2 separate regions of the Ovis aries genome follow, and region 1 is linked to region 2. A link is a contact called in public Hi-C data. All regions are on one chromosome and are shown on one strand. The core of a region is the stretch at or near the end of the contact, and the rest is flanking DNA. Distances in the headings are between cores, read along the strand shown. Region 1 overlaps SIPA1L3 (signal induced proliferation associated 1 like 3). Region 2 holds the start of LOC101109732 (WD repeat-containing protein 87).

Region 1 (7,685 bases), core at 1,832-4,331, 160 kb before region 2:
CTTCTCAGGAAATTCTGATGTGCAGTCAGATTTTAAAACCTTTACTTAGTGGAAAAGGAAATGGCAACCGACTCCAGTATTCTTGCCTGGGAAATCCCATGGACAGAGAGGAGCCTGGTGGGCTACAATCCATGGGATCACAAAAGACTCAGGTATGACTTAGCAACTAAACAATAATTTTTTAAAAAGCTGAAAACACAATACTACAGAAAGAAATATGTTAGTGTTGTTTTAGCAGGTTGCAGAGCTGAACTGATATTGGGCAGGTTGCCGAGCAGGTTGCAATTTATACTGCAGCTGAATTATATGAGAATCCTACATGGTCTTCACTATCTTTATCTTTCTAGTAGAAGCAACATGACACAGAGGTTAAGAGCGTGGACTCAGGACTCCAACTGCCCAGGCTCAGATTCTAGCACGAGGCATGCACTCAACCTCTCCGTGCCTCAGTTCCCTTTTCTATAAAAAAGAAGTGATAATAACAATATGTTAGGATTGCTTTGAGGTGTACATGAGTTAATATTTTTGAAGTCCTTAGAATAAGTGTTTGAGACACAGGAAGAGCTCCATGTTAGATACTATCATCATTATAATTTTTATTTTTTGAACTGTGCTGCAAAATGAATAAATAAAAGGTTGGCTACCAGCATTCACCCCTCACTTCACTGCTGCAGCGCCTTGCTTTGGTCGGGTTGTTCATTTTTCCACAAGTGATTTGGATCTGGCCCACTGCCTGCCATGTTTTACATTTCTAAATGGTTGAAAAATTAACATCGTGTGATGTGAAAAGTATATGATATTCAAACTTAAGTGTCCATAAAGTCAAGTTTTATTAGAATACTAATAAAAAAACACTTGTTTTACCTGTGGCTGCCTGCACACTACATTAGCAGAGTTCAATAGTCTGAAGAAGACCATATGCCCCATAGAACCTAAGACAGTTACTATCTGGCACTTTACAAACTTAAGTTTTCTTAGAGCTGAAAGCATCGTGGCCAATACAGAGGTGTTCCAGAAATGATGAATACGGCAGTTTCTGGGTTGATGCTGTTGTTCAGCCACTCAGTCGTGTCTGTCTCTGTGACCCCACGGACTGCAGCACGCCCAGGCTCCCCTGTCTTTCACCATCTCCCGGAGTTTGCTCCAACTCATGTCCACTGAGTCCATGTTGCCATCTAACCATCTCATCCTCTGTCGCCCCCTTCTCCTGCCCTCAGCCTTTCCCAGCACCAGGGTCTTTTCCCTGGTGGGTAGGTGGCAGTTTCTTGCTATATCTTTGTTATGTACATTATATTTACGTGTTATGAAACTAAGCATTTGAAGCTTTTTTCCAAAGATACATGTTTTATCTGGACTGTCATAACAAATATCCTGATGGAATGTAACAGTAAATTATGAAATACACACTGTCTAAATTGCTTAACAAAACAAAACCTTTAGTCAAGCCAATCACGGCCATCGCGTTCTCCTTCCCCAGAGGCTGCTTTCCAAGTTTCTCCTACAGGTGGCCACATGACTAGATCCAGGCCTTTTGAAATGAGAAGGAAATTCAGCTTGGGGAAGACATCTGTGGCAGATTATCTTTCCTGGTAAAGATTTTCTTCCCTGGTTTAAAAAGCCCCTTTCCACCTGCTCATTTTTTTCTAAGGACGCTGGTATGAGGATAAGATGTCTGAAGCTGCGACAGCCACCCTGGGATCATTAGGAATGAGACAACAACAAAATCACATAGAATTCAGTCCCTGCCACTTCCTACCTCCAGATTTCCTGTTAGATAATTAAAATAACCCGCATTTGTTTTAGCTATAGTCATCTTTTCTGTGACTTTGCAGACAAAGTAACTTCTAACAGATCTATCAATAACAAGTCACATTTATGAAAGCACAGTTCAACTGCCCTGTACTCAGGCATGACAGTAGTTGTAACTACTAGTATATGTGTCGGTCTGTTGGGGGAAGGGAATGTTACTATCTCCCTTTTACTGATAAGAAAACTGAAGCTCTAAGATGCTAGGTGCCTTATCCAAGGTCACCACAGCTAAGAGGCTGAACCAGGGTTCCACCCTAGGTGTGACGTCTCCAGAGCTCACGATTTTTCTCTTTGAGTAATTTTTTCCCTCTGAAATATAATGCACTCCAGAAGAGTACACCACACATGTGAGCACAGCTTGAGGAATTAGCACAGAGTGAGTATCTAGGTAATCACCACCCAGATGAAGAAACACATTACCAGTCTCCAAAACACTCTTCTGTGTCCCTTTTCACCTCCCTAAAAGCAACCCTAGGCTTCCCTAGTGGCTCAGTGGGAAAGACTTCACCTGCCAGTGTGCCAGACGCGGGTTCGAGCCCTGGGTCAGGAAGATCCCCTGGAGAAGGAAACGGCAACCCACCCCAGCATTCTTGCCTAGAGAATCGCATGGACAGAGGAGCCTGGCAGGCTACAGTGCATGCATGGGGCTGCAGAGTCAGGGACCACGCAGTGACTCAACAAGAACAAGAGCGATCCTATCCTAATTCTTCGCACCATGATTTATTTCAGCCCACTTCTGAGCTTCATGTGTTTATATTCATTTCTATCTGGCCTCTTTCTCACAATGCCACAGCTATGAGATGGGACCAGGTTGCTGCAAGAGGCTGCCGTCTCTACCATGATGGATTTAACCCATCCTACTGCTGATAAGCGTGGAAGCTGCTTCCAGTGTTTGACAACTGCGAAGAGTGTTGTTAGGAACAGTCACAGAAGCACCTCTCAGAGCACATGAACACATTTGCATCTGGGTTTATACCTAGGAGAGGAACTGCTGAGTCACCAGGCATGTTAATTTCCACTTTTATGGAACTGCCAAGCAGTTTTCCCAGTGGCTGTGCCCATTTACACATGGCAGCCCTGTCTGAGAGCCCCTGCTGCACGTCCTCACTGACTCTAGCTCAGGCTCCCACCCACAGAGCGCTGCTGGCCGCCGGGCTCGCCATGTCCTGGGCGCGGCACTGCAGCTCTGGTGCCATTGTGAGATGACTCCCTGGTCTACAGCAGGACAGGGAAAGAATCCTCCCCCGAGGGGACTGCTGTGGCCCCGGAAACACACGTGGGGCTGTAGTTTAAGAGACTGAGGCGGCTCAGCATTACTGGAAAAACACGCTCACCCTCAGTCAACAGACGCCGAGAGACAGCAAAAAGAACATGTCACAACATTGCCTCTAAACACACAGCCTGCCCTTGCCAAACAGGACCTGGGCAAGAGGCATGCGTGGAAAGGAGATGATCTCATGGTTGGGAGTTCCCAGTTATAAACAAACAACTCTCTTATCATAGGCAGGATAGTCTTGAAATAGATCATGAAAAAGCCATGATATGGATGCTTTGCTCTGTCAATCTGGGTGGCCCTGGGATTGTGAATTTCCACTCATGGACCCACAGGATCAGTGCCTTTGAATCCTACAGACACTGTCCCACAGCGCCCTCTGCTGGAGACAAGAGACAGTGTGGCCCAGAAGTCCTCGTTTTCGTCCGCACTGGAGACAGGTGGCCTACCGTCACATTTTTGGCTCTGAGACTTGACCAAAAGCCACCAGTTGAAAAGCTCCCAGACTGTACTTCTCTGCTAGGGATGATAAGTAGGGCACTGGCAGCTGCAACGTGCAGCCACCTCCGCCCTCCACCTGGTCCTGTCCTACCTGGACTGACAGCAGCCTTCTCCTGGTCTCCCTGGTCTCCACCTGACTCCAATCCATTCTTCCCATAGCCGCTTGAGTCAGATCATGTCTCTCCTCTGTGCAGAAGGCGCTGACAGCAGTCCATCTCTCTCCCAATAAAATCTACACTCATCACTCGGCCTGCAACACCCTTCATGACACCTGGCATCATCTCACTGGGCTGTTAAAGGGCCTCAGGGCCATGCCAGCAAGGAGGTTCCCACCCGTGCAGGCTGTTCTCTACCAGCCTCCAACTCAGAAGCACCCATGCCTTCCTCCGTGCTGGTCCACTCTCCTGGAGTTCTTTCCGGGAGGTCCCTTGGGAATCGGTCTGCCTTGGTTCAAATCTTGGCTCTCCCCCTCTTCCAGCTGTGTGACTCTGGCAAGCTGCTGAATTTCTCTGTGCCTTTTACTGATAAAATGGGGAATAACAGCGCCTGCCAAAAAGGGTTGTAAAGATTCAATACAAAGGGCTTCCCTGGTGGCTCAGAGGTAAAGAATTCGCCTGCCGATGCAGGAGACGGGGGTTCAGTCTCTGATCCCAGAGGCTCCCACATGCCTCAGACCAACTAAGCCCGTGTGCCACAACTACTGAGCCTGTGCTCTAGAGCCCAGGAACCGCAACAAGAGAAGCCATCACAATGAGGAGCCCGTGCACCACAACCAGAGAAAGCCTGAAAACCCCAGTGAAGACCCGGAACAGTCAAAAAAATAAATTCAATAAGAAAAATTTATACAGTGCTTATTACCATCTATCTACACAAAGTGAGCACTCAATACGTTAGCTGTTGTCACAGTACACAAATGTATTTACACAAAGCCATATGTGTTGTTAAAAATGTAAAGAAAATTTAACCTTATTAGGAAGCTACAGTTTGTTTTTTCCCCTCACTTAAAGTATGTTCTGGAGATAACATCACACCAACAGAGGTACCCCCTGAACACAAGTGAGGTCCCAAATGAGCTTCACTACTACCCTTGTTTTCTGCACTTAATACAAGATTCTTCCTTTTTTACTGTGTATACATTTAAATTCTCTTTAAATTCTTAATGAGCGACTGTTACTTTTTTCAATAAAGAACGAAAAAGAATCCAAACCTCTAACCCTAACAAAACTAAGGCTGTCAAAAGCTCATGTTTGGGAGCCAAAGGGAACCCACTGGGCCAGGGAGCCCCTCGCTGCTGGCAGTCCCCGTGTCCTGCCAGCCAGGGGCTCAGGGCAGGGCTGCCCTGGCCTGGACCTGGAGCTTGTCCTTTCTAGGCTCAGGGCGGGTGAGGCTGACGTTCTGGTGTGCAGTACCGAAGCCCAGCTCCAGTCTGTTCCCGCCCTGGCGGGAAGCTTGGCGCTGCCAACGCTCCGGTCCCATCTGCTGGGAGACGTGGGCCCACTCTGTCTCCCTGGTGGCTGGGGGCGGCCATCTGGGGCGGGCCAGCCAGCTGGCTTGGAAAACAGCCTGGGCCCCTCGCTCTGGCCCCCAAGACACAAGTGTGTGGCAGGAGAAGGACAGAACTCTGTCCATGAGCTTGACCTTCACTCCCCAGCACGGCCCTCTGACCTCTCGGCAAAGAGCGACAGCCAAAACCTCAGCGTCATCACAGCACCTTCCGTTCAGAGACACTCGCTGCCCAGCAGCCGTGTGCTCCCAGCTCGCGTGCGCCACTCCAGGGGAGCCTTCCCGCCTTTCCTGGAGACAGCACGCAGACAGTACAGGTCTATCTTATGGATGAAGAAATGGAGGCGTCCAGGGGCAAAGCCATCTGCCTAAGGCCACAAGGTTGGTGAGTGGCAGAGCTCAACCGAACCCCAGGCTGTCTGGTCACAGGGCCAGGATTCAAACTCAGCCCTAGAGTGAGTGGCTAGAGGTTAAGAGCATGGGCTGGAGACGCAGGCAGTCTGGGTTCCTGTCCTGGCTCTGCCACTGTGGACCCTGACAAGTGATTATCTGCCTAGGCCTCGAGAATCTTCATCTGTGGAATGGGGACCATGGAACCCACATCCAGGGACTACTGAGAGGCTGTGAAAGGTCAATGAATATAACACTTGGCCCAGCACACATCAGGAACATGCGCTAAAAGTGTTAACCACTCCTGTGACTATTGTCCTTTCTACTTTGGGGTTATGTGACTCCTCTGCTGCCACGGCAGGAAGGGCCTTTGCTTGTTTTTCTTTTAAATTAAAATATATATTTATTTGGCTGTGTTTGGCTCTTAGTTGTGGCATGTGGGATCTAGTTCCCTGACCAGGGATCAAACCCAGGCTCCCTGCATTGGGAGTGTGGAGTCTTCGCCACTGGACTGCCAGGGAAGTCCCAGGAAGGGCCTTTGGAAGGAGCAATGGAACCCTTGCTGGCCTCTGCCCCTTCCTCCCGATGACAAGGTCCTCAGGCCTGAGTGTCCAACAGGCAGCTCTGTGAGGGGCTGGGCCCAGGACTGAATACCCATGTGGCCTGCACATGTGTGAGGTCAGAGAAACGCCCATCTGTGGCTGTGAATCTCACGCTGGGCCAGAACTAACAGGGCTGGTTGGAATGTGACAAAGGGATGGGAAACTGAGACCCCCGCCAAAGGCTAACTGTGGGCCCTCCCCAAGTGCCAAGCCCAGCAGTGCCCACGTTATGGGCAACCTCACCAAGCCTACGCCACAGTCCTGAGAGACAGGGATCCTACGGAGGGAATGGAAGCTCTGAGAGGAGTCGTCTAAGGTTTTACAACCACTAGGTGACTGTACCAGGCACTTCCTGCCTCAGGACTTTTGCGCAGGTTGTTCCCTTCACCTGGAACATTCTTCGGCATGTCGCCATGGCTCCTTCTCTCTTCTTTAGGCCCTTTACTCAAACGTCCTGAGGGACACCGCCCTTGACTATCTGGTCTAAACATCTCACCACGCCCACCCTTATCTCTTCCTTGCTTTCTGTTCCACCTTGTCAGCATACGCCACAGTGCGTAATTCGCTAGGCCATCTATGTACTGTCTGCCTTCCCCAGGCATGAGCATCTCTGCTGTATTTACTGCAGTTTCCTCAGCGCCCAGTGCAGGGCTGGCTGGTGGTGGTGCTGAGTAAATCTCTGTCAAGGGGAGAATTCCACACCTGTGTCCCTGAGCTCCAAGGACCTTTTCCAGCCCGGGGTGGCTCAGAGACTAGTTTTTATGGGTATTGGGGGTGGGAAGTGTGTGGAAGTAGGCATAATCCAGTAAAGGCACCAAGTCGGTTTCAAACCTACTGAACAGGAACCACAGAAAAATGTTACACCCTGACCTAGCATCTCCACGCCTCTCAGTGTGCACAACCAATTCTGGGGGAATTCCCTGGTGGTCCAGTGGTTAGGATTCTGTGCTTTCACTACCGAGGCCTGGGTTTGACCCCTGGTCAGAGAACTAAGATCCTGCAAGCCACAGAGCATGGCCAAAAAATCCCAAAATCAAAACAAAAGAACAAACAAAAAAAAGCAAAGTCTGGTACATTAAAAAAAAAATCATTCTATATGTTCTGTCTTCATGGAAAAAAAAAAACACACACACAATAAAACGCTGGCATGAAACTGAGGTCATAACTCATGGATGGGTCTGATGTACATACAGCCTGAGCTGAGTCAGAGGAACCCGAGGCGGCCGAGGGGTGGCCGGGGCATGAGCTGACACCTTGCCCTGTCACCCACTGAGGGTGCTCTGGGCAAATCCCCTACCCTGACTGTGCCTGTTTCATCATTACAATGAGAAGGATTATAGTGCCTTCACTGTACAACTGCCATGACATTTAAGTGAGTGAATGCACATTACAAGTACAGAAAATGCCTGACACGCAGTGTGAAGTGGACCTGCAATGTAACAGCAGCCGCAATATTATTTATTAGTATATGATTGCTGCTGTCACCTCACCTGGCCACTCCCCATATGTCAAACACCCTGACGCAGGGCGAGCTGCCACCTCACATTCTGCCCTGGCGCTCATCTGGCCAGAAAGGCAGGGCAGGGGGTGGTGCTAGGGAGACAGGG
Region 2 (7,050 bases), core at 2,149-4,648:
AGGGAACTAAGATCCAACAAGCAACATGGCTCAACCAAAAAAAAAACACACACAAAAAAACACAAAAAAACCACAATTCAATCAATTAATAAAAAAATAACACACTTAGGTAATTTTAGTGGTCAAAACAAATTTGAGACCACAGGTTCCCATCACCAAATGAAACTACAATTACAGGGGCTTCCCTGGTCGTCTAGGGGTTAGGAATCCGTCTGCCAACCCAGGAGACATGGGTTCCATCCCTGGTCTGAGAAGATCCCACATGCCGAGAAGCACCTAAGCCCGTGAGCCACAACTACTCAGAGAACCCGTGCTCTGCAACCAGAGAAGCCACTGCAAAGAGAGGCCCGTGCACCACAATGGAGAGCCCTGCTCACTGCAACTAGAGAAAACCCACGTGCAGCAAGGAGCACCCAGCACAGCCAAGAATATATAAATAAAATCTCTAAAAAGAAAAAAAGAAATTACAATGACAGATCTGATGACAGGCTCACCCTAAACAGAGAGCTAACATACTCCCTGCCCAGCCTCTTCCTGGGTGTGCGTGTGCTGCCTCCCAAAACACTCAGGATGGCCTGTTGCACAGAGGATATTCTAACCCGCTGACACCGGGTAACTTTGCAGAAAGAAAGCGAGCGACTCAGCTGAGCTTAGCCAGGCTAGAAATGGACTCCCTGACAGCCAGGGCTTTTACTCCATACTTGTGGCCACTGCCATCTGACCACATCTGCAGTGCCTTCTCTGGCTCCTACTGATACAGTGTTTGACATGTATCCATCCTTGGTGACTTGAAAGAAACAACTCAACCATGTTGGAAGAGGCCACCTTCAGTAGTCAAGGGGGACTTTCAGTGGCCCATAAGCCAAGAGACCAAGACAGGCCAAAGAACTGGTTGCTATGGAATGACAGCACCATCCTCCTTGCCAATCAACTGCATCTGGGAAGCCTTGGGGAGAAGGACTCCCAGGTTTCCGGTTTGGCCCATCTGCCGAGGTGGTGACTACTGGATCTGGGAGGAAAAGGAGCTTCGTTTTAACATTTTGAGTTCATGGCACCCAATGGGACATCAAGTTAGCAGAGGACATCACGGAGCACAGGCCCCACGTGTGGAGGTGGAGCTCGGGGGCTGATGGTGCTTTGAGACAGTCAATGGCGGGCAACAGCGGCACACCACTTAGAAGCCCCAGAGTGGTCGTTTTGGGAGCAGGAGTGTGAGAGCTGGGAGGAGGGCAGGTGGCCTGCTGACAGCAGCTAGTCCGTGCCATTTCTTCTCAGCCCCTTATATGGCAGTATGTTCCACAATTTTACCTTGGGTGAATAAAAATTAGAGGCGAGGGGACATTAACCTTGTCCTGCTCTGAACTGTAATACAAACATAAGCAGCAAAAGCCCATCAAGAGAAACAAGGCATGTTTATTAAGAGCTTAGGATGCACCTGGCCCTGTGCTGAACATTACACATGAATTATCTTTTGGAATCATTGAAACAACCCTGGCACAAATGTCCTATGACTATCATTTCACAGATGGGACACTGAGGCTGGGAGTGAACATGTGGGGGAGCTCAGGGCTGTCATGTCACATCCCACAACAGTTAGGCAAGCTCTGGGCCAGATGGAGCACATGGAAGAAGAACAATTATAATATACAAGAGCTGCTACTTAGTGAGAGATGGCTCTGGACTGGGAACATGGTATCAGCAAATCCTTACAACCCTCTGAGGCTGATATTGTTATCCCATTTTACACGGATGGAACCTGAGGGTGCAGGAGAGGAAGTCAACCAGACCAGTTATAAGTCTGATCCACTAGAAAAGCAAGACTACAGGCAGAGCCCCACCCTCAGGGGGTCTCGGAGAAACCGGGAAAACGCTGAATCAATGGTCATTTATTAAATGCTGACTATGTGCCAGCTGCTGCTCTTAGCATTTCACAAATGGTATTCTCACTGCATCCTCCAAACGACTCTACAAGGTGGCTGCTATGAAAAAATACCCATTTCGTAGACAGAGAAAACCAAGGTACAGAGCAGTGAAGTCTGTCGCCCAAGGTCACAGAGCTGGTAAAAGGTAGAACCTAAATTTGAACCTGGCTCTGCCTCCAAAACCGAAGCTCTCAGCAAAATAATTTCTCCTAACAGCCACCTTGCACCGAGTGCTAACCATGTGGCTTACCCTCAGCTTACCACATTCAGTCGATAATACCTTCATCCCATTTCTCCGGAGCTAACAATAAAACAAGCAAGTAATAAGTGTCTTCTATGTACAAACGCTTTATTCATCGGATCTCAACATCTCAACAGAATTCCCAGCGTAAGACAGCCACTATTCTTCCCAGGTTTGACCGAAAGGAGAAACTGAGGTTCGGCGCGGTTTCCCTAGATCGCACCTCCCGAGAGGCAAGAGTCCGTACACGAACCCACCGCTACCAGACTCTCATGCCACGCTTTCCCGCAACGGCGCCGGGTAGCTCGCCTGGAAAGTTGAAGCATGCGGGCACGCGTCCAGCCAGGTCCGGAGGGCGAGAGTGCAGCCGCCGCCCCCCAACAGCCGGTGCCCACACCCGGCCGTCCGCCCAGTAGCTCGCCCGCGCTGACCCTCGGGGTCCGACTGGACATCGACTCCCCGCTACCCTAGCGCAAGGCCAACCCTGCACCCGGAGCCACATACCTGGGTGTCCCAGCTGCCCGCCCCGCGGGCCCCACGACCGCGGCGTTCAGATCCGCGCCGCTTGCTGGAGACGCCGCCAGCTCCAGTGGCCCGAGTGACTTCCAGGCTGCCCACTTCCAAGCCGCCTCGCGCGAGGCCTCCTGGGAACTGTAGTTTCGCTCTAGGCGGCCGCAAACTGAAAAAAGCCTGACGCGCAGGCGCTGCCGGGAGCAGTAGGCGCGGCGCCGCGCCGCCTTCTGGGAATGGTAGTCCACCTGTCGTCTCCGTGCCGCTCGAGTCTCCTGAGTACTTCCGCAGCCCCGAGGGGCGTGAGGGATGGAGGTGTGTCTTCTGTAGACTCCAACCCGTTGATTGCGTTCCTTGCTCTGCGAAGGCGGTTTTTTCCTTTTTCCCAGCTCTATCCGCCTCCTCCCTTCCTTCAGTAGACCCTCTTTCTCCCTTTCCGCGAGGCGCGAGGTACTTACCCCGAGGGCGCGAGCCTCTGGAGAAGCAGGAGCAGCGGAACACAGCGCTAGACCCCCAACCGAGGGGAGCTGTGGAGAAAGGCGTCTATGCGCGCTCGCGCACGCGCGCTCGCCGGCCAACTCCGGCCTAAATTGCCGCGGGCCCCCGCGGGGAAGACTTTTTTTTTCCCTTTCGAACGCGCGCGCGCGCGCGGGGTCTCGCGCTGGGCTTTTTCCTGCCGGGCGCGCGCCAGTGCGCACGCGCGCTCACTCGCCTGGCCTTGGTCAGTCCGCCCGGCGCGGGGTTGGGGAGCTAACCGTTTTGTTGGCCGAGTCCTCCCGCAGTATCCCCAAGGTCGCTCCTCTGGCGCTCCTATTCTAGGTCTGGCGCTTCACATAGCTTCGGAGTGCCGCCACACACGCCGTACCCGTCCCCTGTCTGGAGCCCAGTCGTCGCAGGTAACAGGCGCGGCCCCAGCCTTGAGGAGGCGGACACGCCCTTCTTCCCTCCCACGCGGAGAGCCGGGATGCCAGAATGTGTTGGGATTCCGGTCTGGTCGCCTCCCTCGGTAGTAGGAGTCTCCGGAGCTCTGCCTTCGACGGGAGTCTCTTCACCAGGCAGGGGGCGTCCCCTGGAGGCCATGATACCTATCATTTATTCGTTGATCGCACATTCTTAGGGTAATCAGTGTTTGTTGAGTACCTATGGCTGGGGAGATTTTGTTAAAATTTAGTCCACTTGTCGACATAATCAAGGATCCGACCTTTTTTATTGGCATTCCTACTACTCCATAAGGGGTTACCAAAGGAACTAGCTGGAACTGCAAGGTTCTTTGGTCAGGAAAACCCAGTCAATACCCTTCCCATCTCATCCTTCCTTCCAAGAAGATGCTGAATGAGACTGAGCTGGGAAGTATATATTTTTTCTTCCTGGGAGAGGGGCAGAGGGTGATTCATTTGCTCATTCATTCAACAAAACTGTATTAGACACCTACTTCATGCCAGCTTGGGTGATTGATTATCAGGACAGGGGAGAAATCAAGATAGATTCGGTTCCTACTCTCAAGGAACCGAAGTCCACACCACCATCGGGAAGGTGATAATCTAAAGCAATACTGTCTAATAGAAGTATAATGCAAGCCAAATCTGCAACTTTAAAATTTACATTTAAAAAGTATATAGGTGAAATTTTATTAATTTAAGCCAGTATGTCTAAAATAAGTTATGTTTAATGAAAAAAGGTTTACATCGCTTCAGTTTTAAATTTTAAGTTAATTAAAACTGTGAGGCATTAACAAAAATATTCATTTGTGGCATGGGTTATAGCAAAAGGCTGGAACCTGCCCAATTTCTATTAATGGACATTAGATAAATAAACGATAGTTCAGCCAGACGATGGAGTAGCATGCAGCTGACAACTGTTGAAAAATGAGACAGAACTGTATGTTTTAATATGAGTTACTCTTTAAGATTATTAAGTGAGAAAAATGCAGTGTATAGCACCTGGGCTTCCCTGGTGGCTCAGCGGTAAAGAATCCACCTGCCAATGTAGGAGACGCGGGTTCAATCCCTGGGTCTGAAAGATCCCCTGGAGAAGGAAATGGCAACCAGCCCCAATATTCTTCCCTGGGAAATCCCATGGACAGAGGAGCCTGATAGGCTAGAGTCCATGGGATTGCAAAAGAATCTGACATGACTTAGTGACTAAACAACAATATAGCATACTAATGTTTGTGTAAGAAAAGTAGTATTTTTCCACATATATCTTTGTGTGTGTACAGAACACCTGTAGAAAGACAACCAGAGTTACCTTTCTGAAGGGGAAATAGGACAAGTGACTTTCTTTTCAGTATATATTCCTTAGTATGTTTTGTTAGTATGTTATGTTCCATGTCCATTCTGTGACTTAGCTATCAATTAGTGGAGGATGATAGCTAAGCCACAGAATTATTGTATAGTATTAAAACAATATATGTAAAATACCTAGCTACCACTTACTACCTTAATCATTTCTGGATGCTATCACTACTCCCATGCTGGATGGATAACTCTTTACCCAATAGGAACTTGTTTACCCTGGTAATACATGTTTCTCAGCCTGGAAAATTGTTTCTTTCCATAAAGTGTGTTAAATGTATTCCAGTCCAGCCCTAGCTGTGAAATCACTTATAAGACCAGAGTAGTAGTCCCAGGCCTTGGGGACAGACTTCAGCTCTGTATTAGAAATGTCATTCAGAAAAAAAGAGAAAAAAACAGCGTAAACCGAGATTGCCCTTTGGCTTTCCAGTCCCTCTGACTTTACAGTCAGCTGATGCCAGCTGGGCTTTCTGCATCGCTGTCCCCAAACATAAGAGCCACCTGCAAGGCTATAGGATCCATGCAGGGCTTTACCTCACAGCATGGAGCACACATCACTATCCTTTAGGGTGGCCAGTTTTCCCTGTTACACATACTCAACAATACTTTGTTCTTTTCCCTCTTAAACAGGGCCCAACAGTGACATGGAGTGCAGTGCCCCCTAGAGTCATTTCTCTGTATTACAAAGGCAGGGCTCACAGGATGCTGGCCTTTCATCCTACCACCATCAACAGAACACTGTACCTTGGAATGGACTGCAGTTAAGAAAAAGGACGTGGTGACAGCATCAGTGTCCAATAATAGACCTAATTTGTCTCTGTAGTCAGTATTACATACCATATCTCGGCCCCCACATACTGACTCCCCTAGGTTCGCTGCATGACTTCCCATTAGATCATCTTTCGGTTATCAAGATATTAAAAAGTCAAAATCATTGGGCTTAAGCTGAATGCTTAAGCTGAAGCTCACTCCGGACTTGCTTTTAAGAACAGGTAATGGGATTAGGGAATCAAAGTGGAAGATTATAGGAGAGGGTTTCCTCTAAGGAGACCAGTGTATAAGATGGGAGAAAGTGGCAAAAGAACAACAAAAAAACAGGGAATTCCCTGGCATTCCAGTGGTTAGGACTCTGTGCTTCCACTGCAGGGGGCACACATTTGATCCCTGGTTGGGGAACTAAGATCCCACAAAAAAGATGAACAAACAAAACTTCCCAAAATAACAACAGACAGAGGTTTGGGGGCTGGAGGACTTCTTTTTTACTAACCTCCAAAGAATATACCCCAAAGGGTCCCAGCCACTTGCTTTTTATAGGCTGGTCGAGAGAAGCTGAACCCAGAGGAGATATTAGGAAAAACGGAAATGTATGGCAGTGACAGCAGATTTGTTGACTTCAAGCGACCACTCTCAGTAGCTCTGGGGCCTCAAGAAGGAACGGGGGGGGGGGGGCGGGTGTAGTTCTGAGCTATGGAGCCCTGGCCTGAGGGGCCACCCACCGATCCATTTCAGCAGGTCACAATGGCTCCTCAAAGGCGGTCAGCAAGTGCAGGGTCACAGGGAAACAGAATGGAAAAAGATATACAGCAGGAGGGCAGAGTGCAGCTTTTGGGAGAGAAGAAACACAGGATGCTCATATCTGAAAGCCCCCATCAGTGGGTTTGTGAGGCAGAGAGTGCATTTAGCCTCAGCTGGGAGAACCTCCTGCTTCTCTGAAAGGACAGGAGAATCCTGAACTGTGGGTTGAGTTTCAGTCTTGAGCCTACCATGTGTAGCTCTGTTTGCATCCTTTACCTCTCTGAATTCACAATTTTTATCCATACAATGGAGGTGACTGGATCTGCCTCTCAGAATTCTTTTGAGAACTCATGAAGTGATTGATGTGGGGGTTTTTTTTGGCGGGGGGGAGGGCTCTTACCCACCCTACACATGAGATGATGATAAGCTTTGCCTGCTGCTCACCCTGCCCCAGATCCAGCCATCATGTCTCTGTGGAAACACACAGTCTAGGCTTAACCATGCCAGAGGGTGGGTTCTGCTGACCTTACCTCAGGATGCCCCGGCCAAATGACCTGGAATTCCAAGA

What was found. Hi-C and Micro-C count contacts between places; a contact is called where the count stands out from the background.
Region 1: a contact with region 2 is called in a Hi-C map of tail adipose tissue, with 6 times the contacts expected there. The contact joins the enhancer-like site here to the promoter of LOC101109732 in region 2. A contact is called at or near these places in 8 of 16 Hi-C or Micro-C datasets (blood, hypothalamus, liver and 3 more).

What each region holds. Positions count from the first base shown.
Region 1 is chr14:47,303,122-47,310,806 of ARS-UI_Ramb_v3.0, reverse strand. All of the region lies in intron 4 of SIPA1L3 (signal induced proliferation associated 1 like 3), which reads right to left. Among named protein-coding and RNA genes, the nearest start is that of DPF1, 110 kb to the left of the region's middle. Within about 2 kb of position 3,081, at least 5 of the 54 cell types and tissues checked have an H3K27ac peak or open chromatin away from gene starts, as enhancers often do.
Region 2 is chr14:47,144,406-47,151,455 of ARS-UI_Ramb_v3.0, reverse strand. It overlaps LOC101109732 (WD repeat-containing protein 87), which reads left to right and starts at 3,398. Exons shown (of 7, transcript XM_060398592.1): 1 at 3,398-3,569. SIPA1L3 (signal induced proliferation associated 1 like 3) reads right to left here and starts at 3,613. Exons shown (of 22, transcript XM_042230909.2): 1 at 3,132-3,613.